Linked DNA regions of Anas platyrhynchos: region 1 is linked to region 2. The links are chromatin contacts, called in public Hi-C maps. All regions are on one chromosome and are shown on one strand. Each heading gives the region's core, a stretch centred on a gene start, on an enhancer-like site or on the middle of the called end of the contact. The rest is flanking DNA. Distances are from core to core; before and after follow the strand shown.

The links. Hi-C and Micro-C count contacts between places; a contact is called where the count stands out from the background.
Region 1: a contact with region 2 is called in a Hi-C map of subcutaneous adipose tissue, with 2.0 times the contacts expected there. The contact joins the promoter of ACTN1 here to the enhancer-like site in region 2. A contact is called at or near these places in 2 of 8 Hi-C or Micro-C datasets (skeletal muscle and subcutaneous adipose tissue).

Annotation. Positions count from the first base shown.
Region 1 is chr5:37,268,622-37,272,090 of IASCAAS_PekinDuck_T2T, forward strand. ACTN1 (actinin alpha 1) reads left to right here and starts at 1,293. Exons shown (of 21, transcript XM_038179255.2): 1 at 1,293-1,516. The coding sequence starts at 1,412.
Region 2 is chr5:37,203,620-37,207,139 of IASCAAS_PekinDuck_T2T, forward strand. The region is part of intron 5 of DCAF5 (DDB1 and CUL4 associated factor 5); the gene reads left to right. Among named protein-coding and RNA genes, the nearest start is that of DCAF5, 31 kb to the left of the region's middle. Within about 2 kb of position 1,327, at least 3 of the 8 cell types and tissues checked have an H3K27ac peak or open chromatin away from gene starts, as enhancers often do.

The sequences.
Region 1 (3,469 bases), core at 43-2,542, 65 kb after region 2:
AGAGTCCAACACACAGTTCAAATGTAAGTGCTAAGTCACAGTGCTACAATGGTTTGGAATACCTGCAGGATGTAAAAGCTGAAACTTGGCCGTGAGTCTCCCCAGAAAGGGCAGACCGCTTCCATACGGCTTTGTGTGCTGCTGTACAGTGACCCAGCTCACCTGCTGGGCCTCCTACAGGAGCTTATGGATGCTCCTGGCAAGGGAACAGCTATCTCCCCAGGGAAGCTCGGACCTGTAGCCGATGTGTTAAGCAAAAGAGCAGTGAGCAGAGCTACCCAAGTGTCCTTGGGCTCCTTCATCTGAAGGGGCAGGAGGTGGGTCTGACTGTTCCCACTGCCCTAGGAACACCCGCTGCCCTTTTGTCGGATCAGAAGGACCTCGCTGGAGCCCTGCTTGGTCCAGCGAGGTTTGAAGGATGCCCAAGGAGGTCGGCATTAACATCACACAGAGAGCTCTAGGAGGCTGCAGGAGGAAAAGCGGGGTGCTGCTGTGCTTGCAGACATCCCCCAGGAGCATCGCTGCGCTCCCGTGGTGTCACCAGTATGGTTCCACACCAGGGCAGCGGGTCAAGCGGGGCCGGGAAGCGTCCCAAGTCCAGAAGTGACATTTATTTTCCTTTCCGCCCCCCACGCTGCTGCCCGTAAGTTCACAAACTGTGGCCAAGAGTTTTGTTACGGAGCCCTTGAGGATCTAAGGGTCGGGATTAGTGAAAGATTGCGGCACTTCCCAGAAACGCAGGGAGGGATTGGGAGAGGCGAGGAGCGGGAGGCGTGAGGCGTGAACGTGAGGGGCAGTGAGGAGGGGCTCAAACAGTCAGAAACATCGCAATTCTTGATTTCTTTATGCTTTATTGCAGTGATATGGTGGATCTTTATTTCTTTACGTTGTGTGCGGTTGTGCATTACATATCGTACTCTGTATCTAGAGGCTGAGGCAGGGAGGGGGCTGCCGGCGGCGGCAGCTGAGGCACATCCCCGCGGATGGCACCGCGGCTCCCGCCGCCCGGCCGCCCCCGGCCGCCATCTTGCCCGCCCTCCCCGCCGCTCCCTCCGCCTCAGGGAGGGCGGGGCCGCGGGAGCGTGACTGACGGGCGGGGGGCGCAATGAGCGGCGCGCCGCCTGCGGAATCGACCAATGAGAAGCGGGGGCGGGGCGGCTGGTCCCGCCCCCGCGGTGCGGCGCGCGCGGCCGGAGGCGGAGGGGCGGAGGGAGGCGGAGGGAGGCGGAGGGGGGGGAGGGAGCGGGCGCCGCCGCCGCCTGCTCGGGGCTGAGCGGCCGCGGGCCGGGCACAGCGGCAGCGCCGGGACGGGGCGGGGCGGGGCGGCGGGGGGGGAGGACGCGCGGACAGACGGGTGAGACGGACGGACGGACGGACAGACAAGGGACGGAGGGACAGGCTGCCTGCCGCCATGGATCACTACGACCCGCAGCAGACCAACGACTACATGCAGCCGGAGGAGGACTGGGACCGCGACCTGCTGCTCGACCCCGCCTGGGAGAAGCAGCAGCGGAAGGTGGGCACCGCCACGCGGGGAAAACCGGGGGGCACCGGGGGGCACCGGGCAGCCCGCACCCCCCCCAAAAAAAATAAATAGGGTGCACCCCGGGGGGACCCGGCCCCGGCGGCGGGCTGAGCGCTGGGGGCTAGGGCAGGGCTGGCGCCGAGTCATGTCCAAAAATGGTAACGTTCGGCCCTTTTCTGGCCCTTTTTTTTTTTTTTTTGAACTAGCGGGGAGGGGAGCTGGGAGCTGGGGAGCTGCAGCCTCGCCGCTGCTCTCCTCGCTGTGCTCAGCCCGGAGCATCCCGCGCGGGACCGCTCCCAGCCCCGCATCCCAGCCAGCCGGGGTGGGGGTGCCGCTGCCCCCCCATAAGGGGTCTCTCCGTCTCCAGCCCCCTCCTTCCCTTCCCTTCCCGTCCCTTCCCACCTCCGCTGCTTGCGGGTGGAGGGCTGCCAGGCTCCCCTGCCCATCGCCACCGGGTGAATGGGAAGGGAGAGCTGCGGGGCTTCTGCCCGCGGCTTCCTCGCTCGGGGAGGCAGCAGAATTGAAGCACCCAAACCAGGGCATTTGATTGAGAGCGAGCTGGCGGTGTGCGAGCTCGCACCTCAACAAAGGAGGAGGAGGAGGAATGCAATCTCGGTCTGGGCTGTGCTCGCTCGGTGGCTTATCTGCCACCATGCACTCGTGGAGGGAGAGAAGTTTCCTCCTGCTCCGGAGGGCTGCCTGGCTGTGAGCGCTGCCTCCAGCCCTGCAGAGGGGTGTGGGACAGCCCGTGGGGCGCAGGGCGAGGTGGGCAGCACTGCTCGTTGCCCACAAGGGGAAATAAATGGCTCTCAGGCTGCGCGCAGCTCCTTGCCTTTCATGGGGCGCTGGGGGCAGGCGGAGCGGAGCGGCTGGCGTGGTGCTTGGGAGCAGGAGCCCAGCCTCTGGCTTCACGAGGAGCCCCAAAGCAGGAGCTGTGGCACGTGCCCCGAAGGCCACGGCTTCCTTAATTACCTCCTGCCAGGAGGTTTTTTTGGTCCTCGTGGTCCTATCAGCAGAGGGGGACAGAGAGCCGCTCCGTTAACTTGGGTTACTTGTGCTCGCACAGGAGGGGAGAAGCCGGGAGGGAGCTGGGAGGTATCCGTGTGTCTGCTCGGAAATTATCCCAGCCAGGTCCTTTACCTGGCCAGCAGCTCCCAGTGACCGTGCTGGGCCTGCTGGGGCCTTGGGGCTTGCTTCAGAGGGCAGGAGGTAACAGCATCCAGTGGGCACAGCCCTGGGGTGTGCTGAGACCGTAACCCCTCCTCACCTGCAAAATGAAGTCACTGCAGTAATTACAGCTGCACCTTTGTCTCCCTGCTCAGGACTGATAGCTTGCCAAGGTGAATCGGAGGGGTTCACACCTCCCAAATGATCTGTCGGCTCTCTTCTGGCCCACTGTTGGGGCTTTCTAGTTGGCTCACGTGTTTTAGGTTTTCCTTCCTGCAAGGAACAGCCAGAGAATTTCTAAAAGCCTGTCTGTCTAGAAATAAAAGGGCACCGAGATTTGAGAAGCAGAAAATCGCTGTGGAAGAAGGCTGGGATGTTGCTATGTGAACTTAATTCCGCTGTTTATGAATCCTGACTGTACGTGCGATTTCTCTGCCTACATAAATGGCTGTTTGGACGATCAGCTCTTAGAAATCGCTGTGCCTGTTGCAGCACTGCCATTCAGTCGGGGCCTTTATCAGTGGGAGATCGCTGACGTCTTGCTGCCTGCAGGCACAGCAGCCGGGCCTCTCCCATGGGTGAGACTCACTTTCGGGTGCTGGCAGCAGTAGACCCCAAAGCTTCTGTGCCAGTGTGGGGAAAGAGAGACGAGGAAGGGTCTGTGGAGGGGTTTAAGTACCACCGAGTTATTGTGGCATTACTACTGGGCTCAGCAGAGCCAATGGCAGGTATCAGAAGCAGGGAGATCTGCTGATTTTTAGTTTATTTTTAGGAATG
Region 2 (3,520 bases), core at 77-2,576:
ATGGACTCTTTCTTTGTGGTTGGTGCTTCTTTATCTTTTAAGGACAGAGGTGCTACTTAAAGTTGCAAGAAATGTAAATCAGTGAATTTAATGCTAAATATTTTTATTCTGAAGTAAACAATCTTTGCTGGCATGAGTGCCAAATAACACCTAGTCTAGAAACACTTCCAGTAAGTGTGCAAGTCTGCTGGATACTGCCTGGTACTCTTTCCCACCTTTATCTGACATAACCTTACTTAAGAGTTAACTAGGACAGTACGGTATGAAGAAGGCCTCCCTCACTTGGTGCCTGTTTTAAATGTACACACGCCTTGGTTCAACCCTGTTGTAAGACATGGGAATTAGTTGTTGAAACATAAATTCATAGGAAGTTGTGGTAGAGCAACTTGATGGGACCAGAGCTGTGGTTAGAGTTACATTTAGGTAGGTTTATGTGCCAGTTTGCATTCTTCTTGTACGTACTGGAAGGCAAAAGCTTTGGTTCAAGACTAGATGGTGCTTCTGCAGGGAGCACCTTAGATCCTGCCACTCTTTCTCTCAAAAGAAAGGAAGGCCCCAGAGCTGAAGGCAGTGCTCCAGGTGGAACAGAGGTGGAGAGCGGCCTCCCTCACCCTGCTGGCCACGCTGCTTTTGGTGCAGCCCAGGATACGTCTGGCTTTCTGGGCTGCAAATGCACGTCGCTGGCTTATGTTGAGCTTCTCATCCACCAACACTCCCAGGTCCTTCTCCTCAGGGCTGCTCTCAAGCTGTTCTCTGCCCAGACTGTATTTGTGCTTGGGATTGCCCCAGCCCAGGTGAAGACTTTGCACTTGGAGCAGCTTCGCTACAGAAAAGTCTGTGGCTATAAACATGTTTTTATTGGATGAGGAAGCAAATCTGTAGCTGACGTTGTTCGGCTTTAATGCAATACATGAAACACAGTACAGAAAAACGCACAGGGGAAAAAATCAATAACGCAGTCCTATAAAGGATAAGGGACTGGTCTTGTGTAGGCCCTAAGGTATAAATATGGAGTTACTCTTCATGAGGAATTACTCTCTTGCACTCAGATTATCTTTCTGAGGTAACTTTCTCTGGCAGCTGTGTACTTTGTGTTACACTGACTTTGATGTGTGCTTTGTTTTGGAAACAACTATTGTTCCTTCGTTTGGCCTCGAGGTCATCTTCCCTTGCCATGTCTGGCCATACTTGCATCTTCTGTGTCTGGTTATCTGATGGAACCCACTCCTTTTTGGTTTACTGCCTTCAGCTGAGCAGTGTTCTCTCCCACAGTCTATACTCCATCCTTCAAGGTGCTATTTCTGAACACGGTGAGTAATAGACTGACTTTAGAGATTAGAGAAGGAGAAAAATGATGAGCTCGTTTAGCTAGTTTGCTTGTGGTTAGTGGACAGTTACTCTTTACTTTGCATTCTCTACTTTTATTTTGCTTTTTAAAATCCGACTAAATGTTTTTTTTCCCTCTTCTTGCAAAACCATTTCACTATCCAGTAGATCTCGTTTATTACTTACTTGATAGTAACACCTAGATAATTCAGGCAGAGTGAGAACAGGGCACTTGTGCCTGCTGACTCAGAGCTGTAGTGAGGGCAAGGCTGGGCTGGTGAGAATGTTTGGGAACAGGTCTGTAATAAGACTAAAACAAACATTGAGTAGAGCTGAAGGAGGATGTGAAACATTCAAATAAATAGGGTTGTTTTTTCATTGTTGTCATTTCCTAACGCTTAATTGCCATAATAGCCTTAAACCCTAGAAGGATGTAAGTGATGCAGAGGAGGGAAAGAGTTTGGTACACTTCAGGCCTCTGCTCTGTCAAATAATGACATTTTATAGGTGGGTGTTTTCTTGTTTGTTTTTTGTTTTTCCTGTGAACAAAGGTAAAGGAAAACATAACAGTGCTTTCTGGAGAACTGCCCACGATCACTGGTGAAGCAATATTAGCATTCGGCACCTCAATTAGATCATAAGGGCTAAGCCATGCGAGCCTTTGCTGTTACAAGGTCTGGTTGCCCTGGGTACTGAAATCTGGTGATGTCAGATGATCTTAAGGCTCCAGATTCTGAAGTCAATTATCAGATAAGAATCTGTCATTTTAAAAAATAAATTATATATATGTATAATGTGTAAAATATAAATAATGTGTAAAATATAATATAATGTGTAAAATATAAAAAATATATATATAATATAGCCTTCCTGGCTTGGAGGGAAAGATCAAGCTTCTGTTCACTTCAGAGTTTGTCAAGCACAAAAGATTATTGATGTTGGGAATTGATCTTTCTTCTAACGTGCATGTTCCTGAGCCTAACAGTAAAGGTGAGAAAGAGTGCCGTGTTCTTTGAACATACAGAATTTTCACCCTGAACTACTACAAACAACTACTACAGGATTTTCACCCTGAACTCCCTACTTTTCCAGTCTTGTTGTATGCAGGTGATTTTACTTGTTTGTCCTCTGCAAAGGAAAGCAAAGGTTCTTAATTTTGCTAACAATACACAGCCTTCACTTGGTTGTTCTTTGAAGTTCAAACAAATACCCTTTATTTTCCATCTAATGTTCTGAGGGATGTCGTTCATCTACAGAAGATTTTTTGTACAAGTAGTGAGATAATCAAATAGTGATGACAATTTAGAAAGAGGAGCATATTACTATGAAATAATAAAATGTTGGCTATGTCTTGTGTATTCTTTTTTGTAAGACACTGATGGACTTAATTTAGATTTGTTAACACTTCTCAATACTTAAAGAGAAATTCCAGGCACTTTTTTACACAACTGTGCTGCTTTTTAAAGAAGATACTGTGAGATTTCTGTAAGAATTTTAATCTCCTTTAAAACAGGAAAAAAAAAAAAAAGCATATATGTTAATTGATACCTTGCCTTCTTTTCTATCATTGGTAAATTTGGCTCTTCTGAAGTGTTTGCTCCAGACTGAATAAGAGCTGTGTGTTTTTACATGCACAGAATTACTTTCTTAAAAAAATAAATAAATAAATAAACTTTTCTGTGGTTTTCCAGGCCAAGATTTCTGTTTGCCAAGTTTTATGCCAGTTCTTTTTGCACAGTTAGAAGTTCCTCAATTTAGTGGTTACAGAACTGCTGACAAACAGGGCTGTATGCAATCGCATGTATTAGTTACAAGCAGTCAATTCATTTTTCCCTTTTAAGGTCATTCTTTCCTTATGTTGGTTTCACACACTGCTGTTTATGATACCAGTACTTTCTCACTTCCTTCCTTCCTTATCCCTCTTAAATGACTCTCATTTCCCAAGGACAGTATCTGTACTGCAGTTCACTGTCAGATTTACAGCTTATCGAGAGAAACTATTCAAATGTTCCTATTTAATGCTGTCACACACGCCTCTTTTATTTTACTTCTGCCAGGACACTGATCTTCTCTCAGTTCTAGTGCTCACTGTCTGCTGTCAAGCAAACTGGGGAGTAGTCTGGGTTAAGCGTATGTTACCAGTCAGGCAGCTGACTTTTCTAAAAAGGATGAAACAACCTTTTTTTCTTCAGAT